2 separate regions of the Mus musculus genome follow, and region 1 is linked to region 2. Evidence: chromatin contacts called from public Hi-C data. All regions are on one chromosome and are shown on one strand. Each heading gives the region's core, a stretch centred on a gene start, on an enhancer-like site or on the middle of the called end of the contact. The rest is flanking DNA. Distances are from core to core; before and after follow the strand shown.

Region 1 (4,614 bases), core at 1,931-4,430, 84 kb after region 2:
CTCAAGCCCTCATGTTTGTATGCCAACCACCATCCCTCCAACCTGTTCTGGGTCCTCTTGATCTAAAACGAAGTCACAGATACAGGGAGCAGTTGAAACCAGAGCAGGGCTTGGCCAGTCCTAGGCTTGTAAATGAGGTTCTGGGGGCTTTTCTATTCCTCTGTGTTCCCAAATAAACGACACAGAGACCTATAGCTAGACAGACAATGAGCTATTCTAACCTGACTATGCTGGCCGGATTACTTCCCAGCCACGTGGCCACTTCCTTCTCTGCCTTTCATGGAGAATCCTCGTGGTTCATCTCTTCCCCTCCCACCCCCTTACCCCCTGCTGCCCTATTCTCTTCTCCTGTCCAGTGATTGGCTGATCAGCACCTTAGTAACCAATCAGTGGTGATGGAAAACAATCTTTGTGAAAACATCACTGAGACAGGAGATGCTTCAACAATCATGACCATGCCAACATCCATACTGCAACCAGATCTCTGGGCACGGTATCCATCATCTGAAGTACACGGTACACAACCATTCTCCAGCATAGGCCTAAAGTCCATTTTGGGTAGTCACCGGGGTGATGTTTGGCCTCAGCATCTCCAGCCACGGCTCACCTCCTTCCTTGTTTGTTGAGGAGGTTTCATGTAGCTCAGGCTGGCCCCCGACTTCCTATATGGCAGAGGATGTCCTTGAATTTCCAATCCTCCGGCCTATAACCCTAAGTGCCGGGTACATACATGTACTTCCACATCCACTTTATGTGATAGTTGGGGCTGGATCTCAGCATCTTGCATGTTATGAAAGCACCTCACCCACGAGGGCTCCATTCCTGGCCTCCCTCAGTTTACTTATTTATGAACTTGTTGTTCGGACTTTGAGGGCTGCCGTGCAGTGGTTCTATCAGCACACTCAGCTGTCCCAGGCTGCTTGCCCCAGGAGAGGCCGTTGGAGGAAGATGCTAATAACCAGAGTGCTCCATGGGGTGGAGAAGCCGGAGAGCTGAAGAGAACCCTGGACTATGGGCAGTACTAAGCTCTTGGAGAACAGGCATTCATCGGTTGGCAGAAGATGCAGGTTTGTGGAGCAAGTGACAGGGAAATCATGAAGCCTGAAAGTAAACCAAGCAGCTGGTCCCAGCGAAGTCTTAAAGATGGGGGTGGAGCGGATCCTTGACATAGGCCAGGTTTTCCTCAGCCACAGACATTCATTTATTTATAATCAAGGACAGCTAATCCTATGCTTATGCAACTGTTCCATCCCAAAAGGTCTTTCTCAACCTGAACTTTACAGGAGGAAAGGGGGGAAAAAAAGGAACAACACTCCACTCTGTATTCTTCCTCAATGGCCCTTCAGATTTAAAGCGACAGGGCATTAATGTACGCACACCTCTATGTCTGCAGGGGAGCTCTAAGCACTCGGGGGTGCAGAGCTAAGCTGAGTACACAGACTGGGAGAGAGTGGTCTGGCAGTGTTCAGACTTTCAACTGCTCACGTTGCCTTGGATGTCCCGACATATGTGTTGGTGCACAAACATGAGTGTGCATACGTGGGTGTGCACGTGCTTCTGAGAGTGCATTTGGAGGCCAGAGGACAGTCTCTGAGGTCATTCTGCATGAGCTGTCCATCCTGGGTTTTGAGACAAGCTTTCTCACTGGGACCCGAGACTTAGTAATAAGGCCAGCACCAGGGATTTGACTGTTGCCATTTCCCTAGAGCCTGCCACCACACCCAGCCTTTCCACTTGGGTTGTCTGTCAAATTCTGGTCCTTATGCTTACACGTGGCCATTTTACTGCTACCATCTCCCCGGCTCTGCGTTTATTATTTGCTGCTGAGCAGGTTCTGCTTTTTTCAGTCAGGCCTCCTCCAGACACGGTCAGCATACAGCGCTGTGACTATTCCTCCAGGAATGTCCAGCATGCAGCCGTGTGACTATGGGTTTGTGAGCAGCAAGGACCTCAGAATGGTCCAGTCCTTGGTCTCATCATTCCTGGGGTGGTTCTGTGAGTCAGAAAGTCCTTCTCCCCTCGCCTCTGGGACTTTGCTAAGAGCTGAGCTGTTGTCGCACATCCAGACCACACTGGCTGCTTCTCCTCGGAGCCCCAGAAGTTGTTGTGCATGGATTCTTCCAGACTGCTTTGCTCCTCTGAGGGTTCAACTCTTAGGGAGCACCAGCCAGACACAAAGTGTTTTGGGAGTGTGGTGTCCGGTCTGATGAATGGCTATGACGCTTCTATTGGCTGTTGGGTACCCTCTCCAGATATCTCATTAACGTCTAAGTAAGGCAGACATCCATGTTTTCAGCTCAGGCAGTCTGTGGAGAGTGGCCTGTCTCCCCATCTTCTGTGACTTTTCTGTAGCCTGCCTGTATTTTGCAGCAGTCCCTGGTTGACCTACAGCCTCTGGGTCCTCAACTGTGTCTCGAGGACCACCTTGTGTAGGTCCTCTCACTTAACGCAAGACAGGTGCAGAAATCCAAGCAGTGCTGAACAGTCAGAACTACGTTCCTGGTTCTGGTCCTCCCCTGCTCTCCTCTCTGTTTAAGATTCTCCACACTTGGCTTCTTTCCTCCCTAGAGGTCCCGCATCCCCTCCCTGCCTCTGATTCCTTCTTCCTCATACCGGCTGTTCACGTCCACAGGATCCCCACCCCTGCTTTGTTGGTTTAGGAGTCTGTTCAAGACAAGCTGATGGTATTCCAGCGTCTGCCACATTTAAGCCTCTCTGTACCCACCCAGGGGCTCCTCCTCACCGAGGCCTCCGGAGTGGGTGCTATGTGAATAGTCAGCCAGTCCATGCGGGTGCTGTTCTCTGGTAGGTGCTGCCCTAACTTGCACAGGTACATGGGTGCATGGTGTGTGTGTGTGTGTGTGTGTGTGTGTGTGTGTGTGTGTGTAGCTGTGTGGGTGGCAGGTACTAGAAGAGAGACGACAGAATGCAAATCAGTCTAATGGAAGAAAGGGCAAGGTAGGAGCAACGAGGGCCCCCAGCGGAGCCAGGGGCTTCTGGTCTAGCGCCACCATGAGGTTGCGACTCTTTGCTTGGTTTCCTGGCAGGGCACTGGCTGCTTACTTTTTTCCTCTCTTTCTCCTCTACCATCTCCAAAGTGGCCTCACATCCTTTCCTCTTCTCAGAGCCACGTGGGAGGTTCCCATGAGTCATGACTCAGGCTGACTGAGGTGTAGAGGGAGGAGGGCAAGCGAGCTTCCTGCTGACCTCCACCTCCCAGTAGTGCTAGGCAGGCCACAGCTGTGTGTCAGTGGGCCAGCAATGAGTCACCTGCGGCTTTCCCCTCCAGGTCTTGAAGATGGTTATCAACTGCGTCGTTATGTGCGCCGGCTCTTTTTCCCTCCAATAATTCGAGATAGACTGTAATGCAAAGTCTAAAATACCAGGTTCTGGTAGAGACGGGGGTGGGGAGTGGTGAGGGGGTGTCCTTTTCTTGGAAGAACTGTGGATTGCTCCTGGTTTTGCTCCCCTGACTTCTGACGATGCAACAATACTGATGGCTTCAAGGGTCTAGGGAAGGAAGGCAACTGAGACACAGACACAGGTCTCGGAGAAGGGTTCTGCAACCCGGGAGTCATTGTGTGTGTGTGTGTGTGTGTGTGTGTGTGTGTGTGTGTGTGTGAGCTGGGGTTTGGGGAGAGAGGGGTGGGAACCTGAGGGGCTTGTGAATTAATTATTGTATGTGTTGGCAGAGGGTGCTGAGGGCTCCTGCTTCCTGGGGGTGGTGGAAGTGATGGTGGTGCACTGTCCCTTCCCATGAAGCTAGACTGGGGTTGTTTGCTGCTGTAGGGAGCAGGTGTCCAGGTACTGCTATTGACCTAGAAACAGGCTTTCTGACTGCTCTGGTCAGTGATGGTAGAAGAAAAGGTGCCAGAGTGAAGCACTCGTATGGGTGAATCCATTTCATGATTCAGCTTTTGGGGTGGACATGGAGGGATTTTCCCCATTTTGTTTTGTTTTTATTGATAGTTTCTCTTCGTAGCCCTGACTGTCATGGAACGTGATATATAGCCCAGGTTGTCCTTGGACATGGAGATCCACCTACCGTTGCCTTATGAGTGCTGGGATTAAAGGCCTGTGCCACCATTGCCCAGCTATCTTCCCGATTTCTTAAAACCAACAAACAACCCCAAACCTTTACAAAGTGAATGCTGGGGCAGTGGAGACAGCTCAGATGGTGTTCTGGCTGGTTCTGTGTGTCAACTTGACACAGGCTGGAGTTATCACAAGAGAAAGGAGCCTCCCTTGAGGAAATGCCTCCATGAGATCCAGCTGTAAGGCCTTTCTCAATTAGTGATCAAGCGTGGGAGGGCACTGTGGGTGGTGCCATCTCTGGGCTGGTAGTCCTGGGTTTTATAAGAAAGCAAGCTGAGCAAGCCAGGGGAAGCAAGCCAGTAAGGAACATCCCTCCATGGCCTCTGCATCAGCTCCTGCTTCCTGACCTGCTTGAGTTCCTGTCCTGACTTCCTTTGGTGATGAACAGCAATGTGGAAGTGTAAGCTGAATAAACCCTTTCCTCCCCAACTTGCTTCCTGGTCAAGATGTTTGTGCAGGAATAGAAACCTTAAGACTGATGGTAAAGTGCTTGAGGACCTGTGTGCAGTCCCCAAACCC
Region 2 (4,877 bases), core at 741-3,240:
CCTTCTCAGTGACTGTTTACCTTCACGGGGGCCCACATTGGGGAGGGCAGATGAGCCACCTAAACTCCCGCTCCCAGAAACTGCCTGAGATGCCTCCTGCTCTCCGTTTCCAGTAGCTAGGCTCAGGGTGGTTCCGTTCCCAGCCACTGTCCCTGAACAGGAATGTGGTGCTGTGTTAGGCAATCTTAGCTCTCAGGCTGTTAGAACCTGCTAGCTGGACCTGTGTGCTACTGAAGGAATAAAATACCCATTACACTTTGCAGGTAGTCAGAAGCCTGCCAGCCTAATGATGTTTCTTTGCTCAATTTCAACCCTGTATGGATACAGTGGGCCCACTGACTATTCAGGTAGCAGCATCGGAGGCTGGTTTATTTTGTCTTTGACACAGCAGGCTACAGCACAGACATCTACCTGTCTCCTGTGCACACTGGGCCCCACGCTCATCTTCTTCCCTTAGAACAGCACTGAGACTAAGAGAAAGGCTGGAGTTATGGCTTTGTCTGGACATCTGGAAAACAATGTTAAATATTGACATTTGGTCTGCAGGGGACTGTACACTTGTCTTGGGTGGCCTCAATTACTGAGTGACTAGGTTCATTAGAGTAACACAAACACATACATACACACACACACACACACCACATATGTATACACACATACACCATACACATATGCACACACACTACACACATATATACATATGTACATATACACACACACACACATATATACACATACACCATACACACATACACATACCACACACACACACACACACACACACACACACACACATACACACACAGAAACACACACCCACCTCACACTGTCTATGGAGAAATTACTTTATCTACCTGCTCTGCTATTTGTGCTGTGTTGGTGAAAGATTAAAAAAATGTGCAGGGACTGGAGAGATGGCTCAGTGGTTAAGAGCACTGACTGCTCTTCCAGAGGTCCTGAGTTCAATTCCCAGCAACCACATGGTGGCTCACAACCATCTGTAACGGGATCTGATGCCCTTCTTCTGGTGTGTCTGAAGACAGCGACAGTGTACTCACATACATAAAATAAATAAATCTTTTTTTTTAAAATGTACACTCTAAATTTGTGTGTGAATCTGAGGAGCAAGAAGGCTTTGCTGTGAAGAGCTCAGTGTCAGCTGAAGAAGCACAGAGGACAAAGGCATTCCATGGTCACACTAGGGTCATTAGACTCCTGGGACTGGTGTTTGCTCGTGTACTGTGAGTGTGTGCCCCGGAGCAGTGGGAGCGTTTGGTCACATGTGGGAAGTATTCATATGTGGTGAGTGTGTGCTCACATGCAGTACAAATTTTCAAGTTCTTATGCGGTGGGAGTGTGTGCATTCACGTGTAATACACATGTGGCATGAGCCGCATGTTCATACTTGATGTATGTGTGTGTTTGACCAGTTCACATGTGGTGAGAGTTCATTCATAGCGAGAGTGTGTATACAGGTGGTAGGAGTGTGCGCTCACACACATGGCATGAGTGCCGAGTTCCTATGTGGAGTGAGTGGTGTGTTCACACCCAGTGGGAGGGTGTTCACACATGGTGTTGAGTTTCATGTTCTTTCTTTGCCTTTTCCTTTGTGGGCCTCGGCTTATCTGCACAGTGGCATCCTTGCGGCTGCCAGTCGGTGTGGCTCTGCATATGGGTTGTGGGTGGGAGTAGTCGGTCCCCAAACCCTGGTTCTCTGTCTCCTTTCATGTTTTCTCCTCCCTATATCTGTGGGTCTAGTGAAGAGAGATTGAAAGCCAGCTATGGCACCCACCTATAATCCCAGCACGGAAGAAACTGAGGCAGTGGGATCATGAGTTGGGAATATTGTTTCATAAACAAAACAAAAAAACCAAAAGCAAACCAAACGTCTGCCAGCCCCAGAGGCTTTGAGCAGCTGTGTGGAGTAGGTCCCTCCTACCCAAGCTAGGAGAGGGAGAAGCTGTTGCCACACTGAGTCACTGAGGCCTGTGTTGTTTCCACAGGAAGTGAGTTCCTCCGGCTCTTATGTTTATGGACACCTTGGGGACAGGCACACTGCTTAGTTTCTCTTGTCTTTGCAGAGTCTGGCTGGTGACAGACACATCTCCAGCTACGGGTTTTATGGGAGTATATGCATGAGATATAAATACACGGTCACGGGCCAACAGGAAGTTGTGAAGTTTTTCTTATAACAGAAGAAAGAGCTGAGATTAAACTCCGACATCAGCTCAGCACTTGTAGGTAAATACACGAATAAAATTGAGACATGGAGAAGCTCAAAACTGCACATGTACTTAATTTTTAGCCTTAGCCGCGGGTCAGTCTGCTGAATCCCCATTCAGATTGCCTTAAGGAGAGTTAGCAGCTACAAATGTTCAGATGTGATCAACAGATTAGCAGGCTCTTGAGAAGTTATCCCCAAACCCTTTATAGATGGAATTCAAAAGTGTGCTGGGCATCTATTTTCAGCCCCAAGAGATAGCTTGGATGCCTTTCTATCCGGTGTACTGAGTTTGATTTAAAGGTTTGACTGAGAAAACACCATGCCACAGATGCTTAAGTCTGCACATAATGGGATGGGCACCCAGCCATCGCCGGCCACATTTCAACTCTGGATGTTCAAGAGATGACGTGGTAGAGCGGCTTTCAGGAGTTAAAGCTTTCTTCTGAGCCTCTGACATGTCAGACTGCGGATTCCAAGTTTATGGCTGTGTTTGCTAATGTCTTCTGCGAAAGACGAATTCCTTTCCCAGACATGAGAATGCTTGGCTGAGGAGCACGGCCTGGTGGGGGAGACTTGTTTTGCTCGGACCTTGGATGGTGGAGGCTGTGGTTGTGTCTGTGGTGAAGAGGTTGTATTGCCTCGGGTTTCCTCCTCTCCTTCCCTTCCTAGACCTGGAGTCATAAAACCAAGGTAAACAGGAGCAGAAGACTCTTCAGCTTAGGCAGGGATACCTTCAATGCTATGACTGTCTTCAAGTTGTGAGATGGGGTTCTGTTTCCTCTCTGACTTGCACAAGCTCAAGACACAGAAAAGATTAGCCTCTGGTTGGTACACAACTCTCTGTGGCTCACATGAGTGATAGTTTCTTTTATTAAAATCCTGCCCACTGGGCAGGCTGAGGCGTCTGACTGTAGGGTACAGATGTCTGGACTGTAGCTCTTATAGAACAGAAGAAAGAGATGTGAGTGGTGTTATTCGGGAAGAGGATGCAGAGAAAAAGAGCCCACTTCCTTTAGACTCAGCAAAGCACCGCTATTCTTAGTCCATTTGTAACAGAATATCCAGGGTAGTTTATAAAGAATAGAGAATTAGGTCTTACTGTTCTAGGTTCGGGGGAGCTCAAAATACTTATCTGGCCAGGAGGATCTTCATGCTGTGCCATCCCACGGCAGAAGGTGGAAAGATCCACATCTAGTGCTGAATTCCCAATATGTTGTTTTGGGCATCGAACCACAGAGAACATCACTCCCATTAAGCTTGCTATACCCACCCGGGCCTAGTCTTATTGTCAAATACCGTGGCCAGGCAGGACTGTGATCTCTGTAGCAACCTCCTGTTCCATGTGCTCTCAGAGCTGCATGCTCAGCCCTGGGCTAGATCAGGAAGTGTCTGTACACCCTCTCTGCTTAGGAGCCTAGCACCCCTGTCTGATGAGAGAAGAGCCAAGGCTCATTACTGCCGAGGAAGAATGGAGCGGGTGTGCTTTGGGATTCTCCAAAGAAAAAAAGAAGGTGCTGGACTCAGAGCTCTGTGTGACCCAGCATCCCAGTTCCATCTTCAGAAGATCAAGCAAGGCAAGCATCTATGGGACTATGTGCCCAGATGTGAAGGAACCAAGAGACCTCAGGGGAGGGTTGTAGGAGTCTGGACTGTGACAGTTTGAGTTTACGGTGGTCCCCAGTCGGGGACACAGTGAAACTAGGTCTGGACCTGTCTGTGAGCCAGGGGTGGGTTGGCCTTACTGTCTCATTTTAGTCACTACAGGGAACACTGACCAAGGAACATGATCACACTGCCCAAGACTTATTGGCTGTCTGGCTCCCTCCACCATTCTAAAGGCTGGTTGTGGGGTGGGAGAAGCTGGAGACAGTGACCAGGAGGGGACAGGAACCTACGTCAGCCATGCTTTGCCTTCAGAAAATGCTTCTCTAGGCTGCTGCCCGGCAGTTATGTCATGCAAGAGGTCCCCAGGGAGTCCAAGTCAAGGAGGGAACAGGGAAGAGAAGGGAGGGGGATCAGGGAAGATCTCAGCTTTGTCCTTCCAGGCTGGGTTTCTGGAAACTCACCAGAGGGCAGCTGGTATATCTGCCCTTCTTTTCCTTGCGTTGCTGGCTCCTAGGAATTGGTCCCTGGCAATATCCACTCCCACAGGTTCTTTGGCAGACTGAGACTGTGGTGTGGCCAAACCTTCACAGTGACTATTCCATGGGGACCAATGTAACCAGATGCCTCCTCAAAGTCAAGATGGGGAGACAGTTCCTGCCTACACTGGCCAGGCAGAGGAAGGAAGAAAAAGACTTTGTAGGGTGACTTCTGTAGTTCTAGCAGGAAGGGGTCTTGCATGATAAGTGGATAACTCTTGCAGTGAGCAGTTCCGGGCAGGATGGTCCAACTTGAGCATAGAAGATGCATGCCTTCCAAGCTGTATCTTGGGGTCTATTATGAGAATTGTGTTTATTTGGATCTGTAGTTGTGAGATGGGAACTTCCTATGGCACGGGTTCTGTCCTTCATCCTCTGACATACTTCTCTTGGCTGTACCTCATTGAGGCAGCAGAAGTTCTAGCCCTGCCTTGGAACAGCACAGATTCAGGGGGATTCCATGTTAGCGGCTACTGGTCTGGTGCAGCTCATAGGACCCAAGGATGTTATGT

What was found. Hi-C and Micro-C count contacts between places; a contact is called where the count stands out from the background.
Region 1: a Hi-C map of embryonic fibroblasts shows a contact between it and region 2, with 1.5 times the contacts expected there. The contact joins two enhancer-like sites. A contact is called at or near these places in 2 of 15 datasets of contacts at CTCF or cohesin (CD8 T cells and the NIH/3T3 cell line), 22 of 484 Hi-C or Micro-C datasets (the C2C12 cell line, CD8 T cells, the HL-1 cell line and 10 more) and 9 of 115 datasets of contacts at active chromatin or transcription factors (CD8 T cells, the NIH/3T3 cell line, a colorectal cancer cell line and 6 more).

The regions. Positions count from the first base shown.
Region 1 is chr13:51,967,076-51,971,689 of GRCm38.p6, forward strand. No RefSeq gene overlaps it. Among named protein-coding and RNA genes, the nearest start is that of Gm40948, 110 kb to the right of the region's middle. Within about 2 kb of position 3,181, at least 123 of the 459 cell types and tissues checked have an H3K27ac peak or open chromatin away from gene starts, as enhancers often do. A contact at or near this core is called in the C2C12 cell line, CD8 T cells, the HL-1 cell line and 8 more, where this site is marked.
Region 2 is chr13:51,884,286-51,889,162 of GRCm38.p6, forward strand. No RefSeq gene overlaps it. Among named protein-coding and RNA genes, the nearest start is that of Gadd45g, 40 kb to the left of the region's middle. Within about 2 kb of position 1,991, at least 95 of the 459 cell types and tissues checked have an H3K27ac peak or open chromatin away from gene starts, as enhancers often do. A contact at or near this core is called in the C2C12 cell line, CD8 T cells, the HL-1 cell line and 8 more, where this site is marked.